Linked DNA regions of Sus scrofa: regions 2 and 3 are each linked to region 1. Evidence: chromatin contacts called from public HiChIP or PLAC-seq data. All regions are on one chromosome and are shown on one strand. The core of a region is the stretch at or near the end of the contact, and the rest is flanking DNA. Distances in the headings are between cores, read along the strand shown.

What was found. HiChIP or PLAC-seq counts read pairs in DNA pulled down with a chosen protein or histone mark.
Region 2: an H3K27ac HiChIP or PLAC-seq map of alveolar macrophages shows a contact between it and region 1, with 5 times the contacts expected there. The contact joins the promoter of C3AR1 here to the enhancer-like site in region 1. A contact is called at or near these places in 5 of 47 Hi-C or Micro-C datasets (epiblast stem cells, fetal liver, omental adipose tissue and 2 more) and 1 of 2 datasets of contacts at active chromatin or transcription factors (alveolar macrophages).
Region 3: an H3K27ac HiChIP or PLAC-seq map of alveolar macrophages shows a contact between it and region 1. The contact joins two enhancer-like sites. A contact is called at or near these places in 1 of 47 Hi-C or Micro-C datasets (omental adipose tissue) and 1 of 2 datasets of contacts at active chromatin or transcription factors (alveolar macrophages).

The regions. Positions count from the first base shown.
Region 1 is chr5:62,879,836-62,883,196 of Sscrofa11.1, forward strand. No RefSeq gene overlaps it. Among named protein-coding and RNA genes, the nearest start is that of DPPA3, 13 kb to the left of the region's middle. Within about 2 kb of position 1,481, at least 18 of the 83 cell types and tissues checked have an H3K27ac peak or open chromatin away from gene starts, as enhancers often do. A contact at or near this core is called in alveolar macrophages, where this site is marked.
Region 2 is chr5:63,096,953-63,100,313 of Sscrofa11.1, forward strand. C3AR1 (C3a anaphylatoxin chemotactic receptor) reads right to left here and starts at 1,798. Exons shown (of 3, transcript XM_021092394.1): 1 at 1,574-1,798.
Region 3 is chr5:63,010,092-63,013,452 of Sscrofa11.1, forward strand. All of the region lies in intron 2 of SLC2A3 (solute carrier family 2, facilitated glucose transporter member 3), which reads right to left. Among named protein-coding and RNA genes, the nearest start is that of SLC2A3, 30 kb to the right of the region's middle. Within about 2 kb of position 1,535, at least 16 of the 83 cell types and tissues checked have an H3K27ac peak or open chromatin away from gene starts, as enhancers often do. A contact at or near this core is called in alveolar macrophages, where this site is marked.

The DNA of each region.
Region 1 (3,361 bases), core at 231-2,730:
CCCATCATGGCACAGTGGTTAACGAATCTGACTAGGAACCATGAGGTTTTGGGTTCGGTCCCTGGCCTGGTTCAGTGTGTTAAGGATCTGGCGTTGCCGTGAACTGTGGTGTAGGTCGCAGACGCGGCTCGGATTCCGCATTGCTATGGCTGTGGCGTAAGCCAGCGTCTACAGCTCCGATTGGACCCCTAGCTTGGGAACCTCCATATGCTGTGGGAGCAGCCCTAGAAAAGGCAAAAATATATATATGTATATATATATATATAGATATATATATATAGATATATATAGATATATATATTTAATTTCCAAACTAGATTTGAGGTGGCTTAAGTTACATTATATAGTTACAATAAACCAGTTTAAATCAAAAGAGAATGTTTTAACTCTGAAGAAGAGAAAAAAGCAAATGCATTAACTATTGTGGCTTTATCTCTAGAAATCATGCTTGAACATTACATTCAGCATTCTTCCTTGTCCACAGGGAGAAAAGGGAAACAGAGTGCCTTAGTCATGATATTGTTTCAGAGAACCTAATAGTTTCTCAACAGAATTAAACAGTAGCAGAGTTCCTGTTGTGGCTCAGTGGTTAATGGATCCGATTAGGAACCATGAGGTTTCGGGTTCGATTCCTGGCCTTGCTCAGTGGGTTAAGGATCCTGCGTTGCTGTGAGCTGAGGTGTGGGTCACAGACGCAGCTTGGATCTGGCGTTGCTGTGGCTCTGGCGTAGGCGGGCATCTACAGCTCCGATTAGACCCCTAGCTTGGGAACCTCCATGTGCCACTCGGCCCTAGAAATGACAAAAATAAATAAATATAAATAAAATTTAAAAAATAAAAATGAAGAAACTCCTAGGAAATTACAACATACCAAAAATATCTGAGGAAAAATGTCTTTAGAGTTATATATGTATTTTTAATTGACTCTAAGTAAAACCTTGCTATAAAGGGGGAAAAAGTTGGAGTACTATTACTCTAACAGCAGGTGCAGACTTAAAATGTAAACAAATACTGGTCCACAAACGCTACTCAGTCCTCAATCCAGGAGAATTCTGATTAAACAGCCCCAGAAGGAAGCAGATAGGAGGCAATCACCCCCGGACTTTGCTCCACCCTCCTTTCTTTCTTCTTGTTCTTTTTTTTTTTTTTTTTTTTTTTCTTTTTCTTTTTTGTCTTTTTGCCATTTCTTGGGCCGCTCTCACGGCATATGGAGGTTCCCAGGCTAGGGGTCGAATCGGAGCTGTAGCTGCCAGCCTACGCCAGAGCCACAGCAACGCGGGATCCGAGCGGCGTCTGCGACCTACACCACAGCTCACGGCAACGCCGGATCCTTAACCCACTGAGCAAGGGCAGGATCCAACCCGCAACCTCATGGTTCCTAGTCGGATTCGTTAACCACTGCTCCACGACTGGAATTCCTCCACCCTCCTTTCTAAAAGGCGGATAAAGTGTTGTTCCCCTTCCTGGCAGCAGATGGCGCCATTGGAGCGTGTACAATGGCTAAAAGGTAAACTCTAAAATTCATCTTCGCTATTCTTCTAGGATGAACTTAAAACCGGAAGGCAGGGTCCTTCAGGATTGAAACTGGCAAAGTTCCTGACTCTAACGCATCTAACCTGGTAGGAACTGTAGATCCTGGTGGGCCCAGTTCCCAAGCACATGAAAGCCAGGGTCAGCTGTGCCTACTAAGGAGAAGCAGGGTTCTTACAAAGTTTCAGGATTGGCACCCAGAGAGAACTTGAAAGTGAAGCTTTCTTCATGCCTGAAACACGTGATGAGAGCTCATCTTTCACTTCTATCCAAGAGAAACACAAAGATGTTCTCCAGGGAGCCTGTCCACAGGCAGGAAAGGACTCAGAGAGGCTCAAATGACCAAGTGAAAATATGATCTTTAATAAAGGAGAACTGTTTCCACCACTACCTCCACCAATGCTGCAAACCGTCCTTGGGATGGGGGCTAACTTGTGCAGAAGAAAATGAAAATATCTGCTCTACGAAAAAGAAAATCATCCTCTGATCAAAATGCCTATGTTTGGAGTTCCCGTCGTGGTGCAGTGGTTAACGAATCCGACTAGGAACCATGAGGTTGCGGGTTCGATCCCTTGCCTTGCTTAGTGGGTTAAGGATCCGGCATTGCCGTGAGCTGTGGTGTAAATCACAGATGCATCTAGATCTGTCATTGCTGTTGCTGTGACATAGACTGGCAGCTGCAGCTCTGATTTGACCCTTAGCCTGGGAACTTCCATATGCCATGAGTGTGGCCCTAAGTATATATATAATAATTAATACATGTGTTTATATGTATTTGTATGTATATAAATGTATATATGTATATACATGTGTGTTTGTATGTATTTATACATATGTATGTATAAATTTTTAAAGAAACCCTGGTTGATCTGGAAGTTCCCAAAGTGGTGCAACGGGATTGGCAGCATCTCAGGAGCCCGGGGATGCAGGTTCAATTCCCGGTCGGCACAGTGCATTAAGAATCTGGTGTTGCAGCAGCTGCAGCTTAGTTCGAAATTGAGGCTCAGATCTGATCCCTGGCCTGGGAACCCCATGGACCACAGGGCAGCCAAAAGAGAAAAATAAATAAATAAATAAATAAATAAAATAAAAACCTGGTTGATCTGGATGAAAGGGAGCTGAGGGGACTGCTGAGGGAATCAGAATTCCAAACAGAGATTCGGCTGCAATGGGAACCGGGAAAGCCATGTTGATACACTAGAACAATGCTTCTCAAATGGGGCAGTGTGTCCCCAGGGGCCACTGAGCCACGTCTGGAGACATCTGTAGAAGTTATTGGGGGAGGGGTGCTGCTTCTGGTATCCAGTGGGTAGAGGCAGGATGGGGACTGGAATGGGGCAGGAGGACAAGGGCAAATGGGGGACGCACTTTAAAACCTCAGGATTCAAGATACATGTCTTCAAACCTTATTTTTTATTTTTTTATTTTATTTTGCTTTTAAGGGCATATGAAAGTTCCTAGGCTAGGTGTCGAATCCGAACTGCAGCTGCCAGCTTACACAACTGCCACAGCAACGCGGGATGTGAGCCACATCTGTGACCTACACCACAGTTCAGGGCAACCCCAGATCCTTAACCCACTGAGTGAAGCCAGGGATCGAACCTGAGTCCTCATGGATACTAGTTGGGTTCATTACTGCTGAGCTACAATGGAAACTCCTCAAGCATTTTGTTTTTTTTTAAATTTGCTTTTTAGGACCACACCCATGGCACATGGAGGTTCCCAGACTAGGGGTCTGATCAGAGCTACAGATGCTGGCCTACACCATGGCAATGGCAGATCTGAGCTGCATCCGCTCTGTGGCCTACATCACAGCTCACAGCAATGCTGG
Region 2 (3,361 bases), core at 548-3,047, 220 kb after region 1:
AAAGTGTTAGCAATCATCTCTGTTTTTTTTTTTTTTTGGCCATGCTTCAGGTATATGGAATTTCCCAGGCTGGGGTTGGAACTCTTGCCACAGCAGCGACCGAAGCCACAGCATTGACAATGTCCAATAGCAATCATCTCTTCTTGTCTTTATTTATTTATTTATTTATTTATTTTAGGGCCCCACCCATGGTATATGGAAATTCCCAGGGTAGGGGTCGAATTGGAGCTATAGCTGCCGGCCTACACCACAGCCACAGCCATGAGGGATCTGAGCCTACACCACAGCTCACAGCAACACCAGAGTCTTAACCCACTGCGTGAGGCCAGGGATCAAACTGAGTCCTCATGGATACTAGTCGGTTTTGTTTCTGCTATGCCACAACAGGAACTCCCTTCTTGACTTTATTTTTATTTTGCAGTTTTGACACTGAAATTCAGCAACTTAGGTGACTTTCACATATTCACAACTAGGAGGGTTTTCAAATCCTAGTTCCAATGAAGTCAGGACAATAGTCTTTTTACTATAAATAATCACATAACTGAAAAGCCTTTGGCATTGCTAAGAAAAAGAAAGATACAGTGAATTATATTTTAAATAACACATAGTATCTGTCTTGTAATGAAAGCATTATGTATATATATGCATATAAGTATATATGTGTGTGTGCGTGTGTGTGTGTGTGTGTATCATACCGATTTTTTTAGGCTGAACCTGGGACATATGGATGTTCCCAGGCTAGGGTTTGAATTGGAGCTACAGCTGCCAGTCTGTACCACAGCCACAGCAATGTGGGATCCAAGTCACATCTGCAACCTACCCCACAGCTCAAGGCAATGCTGGATCTCCAACCCACTGAGCAAGGCCAGGGATCAAACCTGCATACTCCATGGATGCTAGTCGGGTTTGTTGCCACTGAGCCACAATGGGAACTCTGAAAGTATATATGAATCTGAGTCTAACCTTTTAGAATAAGATAACTTTCTATATTTCTCCAAATGTTTTAGCTAAAAGGTATTTTACCTTTTTTTTTTTAAGTTTTGAATACTGAGTTAGCTGACAGTAATTAAAAAGATAAATGAAATCCTGAAACTAAAATTCAACTATAATGGAGAAAAGAAGATTCCAGAGTCAAATACTAATGATAGGATGACAGAATCAGTAGTAATAAGGAACGAGCAAAAAAGAAAAAGAAAAGAGAAAAAGAGGAAATGGAATGAGAAAATATATATATAGTAAGAAAAAACAGGCAATTGATGATTTGAAAAACAAAACTATTAGGGAAAGCTGGAACCAAGGGACAGAAGGAGGAACAGTCAATTTAAGAGAGGGAAATGACACGAAAATGTAATATTCATTCCAGGATGAATATATCAAGAGCAAATTTAAATAGAATGTGGAATATTTAGAAAAAAGGAAAAGGTAGGCATGGATAAAACAGAAGAAATAAAAGCTGGGGAAGGAATAAGGTGAAATAAAAAATTATTATTATTGTTGTAATATCTATCTCTTTTGTCTATAATAAGAAAAACAAGCTAGGCACGAGTCATCAGACAGATCTCCATTTTCTTACCCCAAACCTGAGATTGTAGCTGAAGCCTTCCGCACCCGATCTGGAGGTCCCCACACGTCTTGCCTTGTGCCCACACTTAACCACACTCAAGTCCTAAAGTCTGTTTAGGAAATTTGCTCAGCTCTTCCTCTTTCCCTCTTTCTTCATTTTTGACGATAACTTAAACCCAACACTTTTGACAACAATCTGACTCCACAGGAAGAGTTTCAAAGTTGAGTCATTTCTAAATGTCTTAGATAAGGCAAGTTAAAAAAAAAAAAAAAAAGCAGAAGTCAGAGAGCATAGTTTTCAGAGGTTTTCTGCAGGACACGGAGTGTTGTCAGAGAGGGAGCATTCGTGTACATAAGCTTCTCACTTAACAGATTTCTTTTTCTTTTTTTCTTTTTTTTTGGTCTTTTTAGGGCCACAGCCGCAGCACGTGGAAGTTCCCAGGCTAGGGGTCGATGCTGTATCACCAGCCTGTGCCACAGCCACAGCAATGCAGGATCCTTAACCCACTCAACGAGGCCAGGGATTGAACCTGCGTCCTCGTGAAGACTAGGCAGATTCGTTTCTGCTGAGCCACAGTGGAACGCCTCACTTTATAGGTTTTTTTCTTTTGTTTTGTTTTAGAAATTCACACAAATGACCCTCTGGTATGTGAGAGGAGGGGTGGGAAGTGGATGGTGGAAAGACCTGCCTAACTCCATGCAATGAATCTCAAATAACATCTCTTAGGTGCGTAAGGTGTGTAAAAGAATGCGTCATGCCAAAATCAGATAAATGAAGCTATGTCCTTATCGCTAGAGATTCACAGTCTGGTGGGAATATGCACACACAAAACAAAAAAACTGTAGCACAGTCCAGGCTAGAGTGATAGAAATAGCAGCAGAAATAAAATAGTAGAAAATAACAGGTAATATTTAGCTTGGGGCAATCTAGGAAAATCTTAAAGTAAAAATAAGATCTGTTAGAAATAAGACCTGTTAGAAATAAGATCTAAGAGGCAGATCCTTCAAGAATTATGGGACTTCAGAGTTCTGTGATGCAGCAGGTTAAGGATCTGGCATTGTCACTGCAGTGGCTGGGATCGCTGCTGTGGCTCTGGTTCAATCCCTGGCCTGGGAATTTCCACATGCTACAAACATAGCAACAACAAAGAATCATGGAACTTCTCTATAAAGAGGTGACAAGTCGTTTAAAGTGTTTAAATGGGGCATAGTTAGAGGCAGGTGGGCAGGAGAGTGCTTTGGCACTGGAGAACAGGCGCCCGGTCTAGTTAATTAGGTTAATTAATTAAATTAGTTAATCAGATTAGCTAATTTCCTACATTAACTCTTTTCATCGCAAAGAAGTGCAGAAGATGGAAGCAATTATTCCTGCTTAAAGGAGACATTGAAAAGAATTCTTGGAGTTCCCGTCATTGTTCAGTGGTTAATGAATCCAACTAGGAACTATGAGACTGTGGGTTGGATCCCTGGCCTTGATGTAGGCTGGCAGCTGTAGCTCCAATTGGACCCCTAGCCTGGGAACCTCTATATGTCGCAGGAGCGGCCCTAGCAAAGATAAAAAGACAAAAAAAAAAAAAAAAAAAAGGAAAATAATTCTCACTCACATTATCCTCTTATATATAAGCATGTGAAATAAGATTTATTTGGGTCGAATGTATTTGAACACTCTTGCCTATGGTAAAGTCTTCAGTCCATACTAATCAATTTACTGTCTAAACCATGATATTTTCTCTTCTCCTTTGCAGTCAAATTACCACAGAATATTTGTGAGGCACAAAGACCAAAGAAAAATGTATAA
Region 3 (3,361 bases), core at 285-2,784, 130 kb after region 1:
CGGCTTGAAAATGGGCAGAGAAAAGCAAAACCTTACAATCCTCCATTCCCAAAGCAAAAGATATTTTTAATCAAAGAGCAAAGCAATATCCACACATTTACATACAATACATAAATTGTATTCCCTGACTGTGAAAATAATTTAGACTAGTGTTACTCAAATTGTAATTGATGGTTGAGTAGCATCAGCATAGAAACGCAAATTAAAATACACCCCATCCCCACGTACACTCCAGCTCTCCTGACCTAAGAGGTGAATTTCTAAGGGGGGAATTCAGAAATTTGTGTTTAACAAGCTCTCCAGGTAATGGTTGAGGGAAGCAATGGGAATGGGGTGTCCAAGTCTGAGAAGTACCTATCTAGCCTTTTTTTTTTTTTTTTTGTCTTTTTGCCTTTTCTAAGGCTGCTCCTGCGGCATATGGAGGTTCCCAGGCTAGGGGTCCAACTGGAGCCGTAGCCGCCGGCCTACACCACAGCCACAGCAATGCGGGATCCGAGCCACATCTGCAACCTACACCACAGCTCACGGCAACGCCAGATCCTTAACCCACTGAGCGAGGCCAGGGATCGAACCTGCAACCTCATGGTTCCTAGTCGGATTCATCAACCACTGAGCCACGACGGGAACTCCAATACCTATCTACCCTTTACAGACAGATGCATACCTATTTAGTTTTAAAGTTATGTCTGGGGCAGAATAATTCCATTACCTCACTGAGTTAAACTTTCTTTCTTTCTTTCTTTTTTTACTGAGTAAACTTTTCTTAATAAACCTCACTGTTGATAGAATCTTTGTTCTTTCTTATGAAATCTCTTATCTAACATTCTGGTCCTAAATGAGAGTGCACTGTATCATTTCCCAATTGACTTTTTGTTGTCCTTTTCTAAGGTCATTCCAAGTGTTCTTCATTATCATTTAAATTATGGGGTCCAGAACTAATCCGAGAGAAAAATTAGAATACATCAAAAGAAAGACCCTGTGGTTCCAATGTGAATATTCATGGGTCTTTAAGGAAATCACTTTTCAAGGTACAATATACCCTAAACCACATATGTATAAAAATCATAAAGCTCAGAAACAGAAAGAAAGAGTAGTTAATCTGGATCACAGAAGAGGGAATAAAAGATGATAGACTAGCATAAAACAGAACAAATTTGCTGAATGAGTTTTGCTAGGAGCTGGATCTGGACCCCCAATATGCATTCCTTTAGGATTTTGTGTAACCTGGCCGGCACCCATCGACATAGTTTGTCTCCATACTCTGCTCCAGGACTCAATCTAAAAGGTCACCCTCCAACTCCAATCCAACTTCTCCTCGTTCATCTAAATTCTAGGCTTTCTCTTCCTTTCTCCTTCCCTGGGGAGGGGTTGCTATGGGGATGGGACAACTGGAAAGAATGTGACGGAAGCAGATATGGAGAGAGCACAGAGAGAAAGTAAAAGACCAAGGCGAAAGGAAAAGGCACACACATACTTGAGGCTTGAGACAGTCAAAAGGGGAACCCCACAAGTGATAGATGCCATAAGCAACTTAAAGAAATGCATGGAGACATACTGCCCACAGTGAGAGAGAGGAACAGAGCAGAGGCACTAAGGCAATAGACATAAGCAAACCTAGGGATCTGGAATAGATGTAGAAACGCAGGAGGGGAAGGACACAGTAAGGGGTTGAATCGGGTCATGCAGGATTCTGCAGAAAACAGCTGCAGATAGAACCTTGCTAAGAAAAGAGACAGTTCCTAGGAAGTGTTTATTTATTTTCATATATCAGAATCATTCTGATTTCCAAAGAAGGAACCAGTAAGAGAGGTTATAAAGAGGATACTCCTACATCAGTAATGTTTTCCACTTCCTTTTCTTGCCTGTGTTTTTTTTTTTTTTTTTTTTTTTTTTTTTTTTTTTTTTTTTTGCCATGCCCACAGCATGCAGAAGTTATGGGGCCAGGGAATCAAACTCGAGCCATAGGAGTTATCATGCTAGATCCTTAAGCTGCTAGGCCACCAGGGAACTCCTTGTCTGTAGTTTTCTGATGCATATGAAAGGAACGTCCAAAGACAAGCAAAAGCTTAGGTCTTTCCCTTAGACATAACCCTTTTAGTTTCTTGACTGTTCCTCTGTCCATCACCTCAACACCTGTATCTCAAATTTTCTACAATTCCTTCTCTTTCTTTCTCCTTTTTCCTTTCTTTTGTTTCCCCAGGTTATAAACCACCACCTTCATGCTCTTTTTGTCTCTCCTACTCTCTTTTCCAGTATTTTCCTCTACCTGAAGTCATACTTGTCCCCACATTCTAGCCAGAAATTTTGCTTCTTCCAAATCCATTCTCTATGTCCACCCATTAGCTGCATTCTTGTACCTCTCAATCTTTGGATAAGATAACATCTAGACATTCCCTCTATGGTACAACAGGATCAGCTGCATCTCTGCAGCGCTGGGATGCAAGTTCAATCCCCCGGTCGAACACAGTGGGCTAAGGATCCAGCAACTGTGGCACAGGTTGCAACTGTGGCTCAGATCTGATCCCTGGCTAGAGAACTCCATATGCCATGGGGTGGCAAAAAAAAAAAAAAAAAAAAAAAAAAAATCTAATGAAAACAATAAGAAACAATAGTTTCCTAAGTCTGAGCAGATTCTTTCATTCTTTCTTTTTTGCTTTTTTGCTTTTTAGGGCTGCATTTGTGTTATATGGAAGTTCCAGGTTAGGGGTCGAACTGGAGCTACAGTTGACGGCCTATGCCACAGCCACAGCAACTCGGGGATCTGAGCCGCGTCTGCAATCTACATTGCAGCTCACAGCAACTCCGGATCTTAACCCACTGAGTGAGGCCAGTGATCAAACCCGAATCCTCATGGATACTAGTCAGGTTCGTAACCCACTGAGCCACAAAAGGAATTCCCTTTAATGAGTGTTTTTTTAAGGCAATGTTGAGAAAAATTAAAAGGTATATATACATATATACTGAGAGAGCCTACAAAATGCTCAGCATGCTGCTCAATAATGCAGAGGTCCCCAAGTCTCTGCCTTTGGGTTGATTACAATCTAGTCTATGGGATGAGGGGGTGGCAGAAAAGCCAGTGCTGAAGGAAGTCAAAAACATAGATTTGGAGTTCCCATTGTGGTGTAGCGGAAACGAATCTGACTAGTATCCATGAGGAGGTGGGTTCCATCCCTGGCCCTGCCCACTGGGTTGGGGATCCGGCGTTGCTGTGAGCTGTGGTGTAGGCTGACAGCTGTAGCTCTGATTCGACCCATAGCCTGGTAATTTCCACATGTCGTAGATTTAGCTCTAAAAAAAAAGTAAAAATATGTAAATAAATAAAAACAAAAAAAGCTTTAGAAACAGATTTTATTCATCTGGG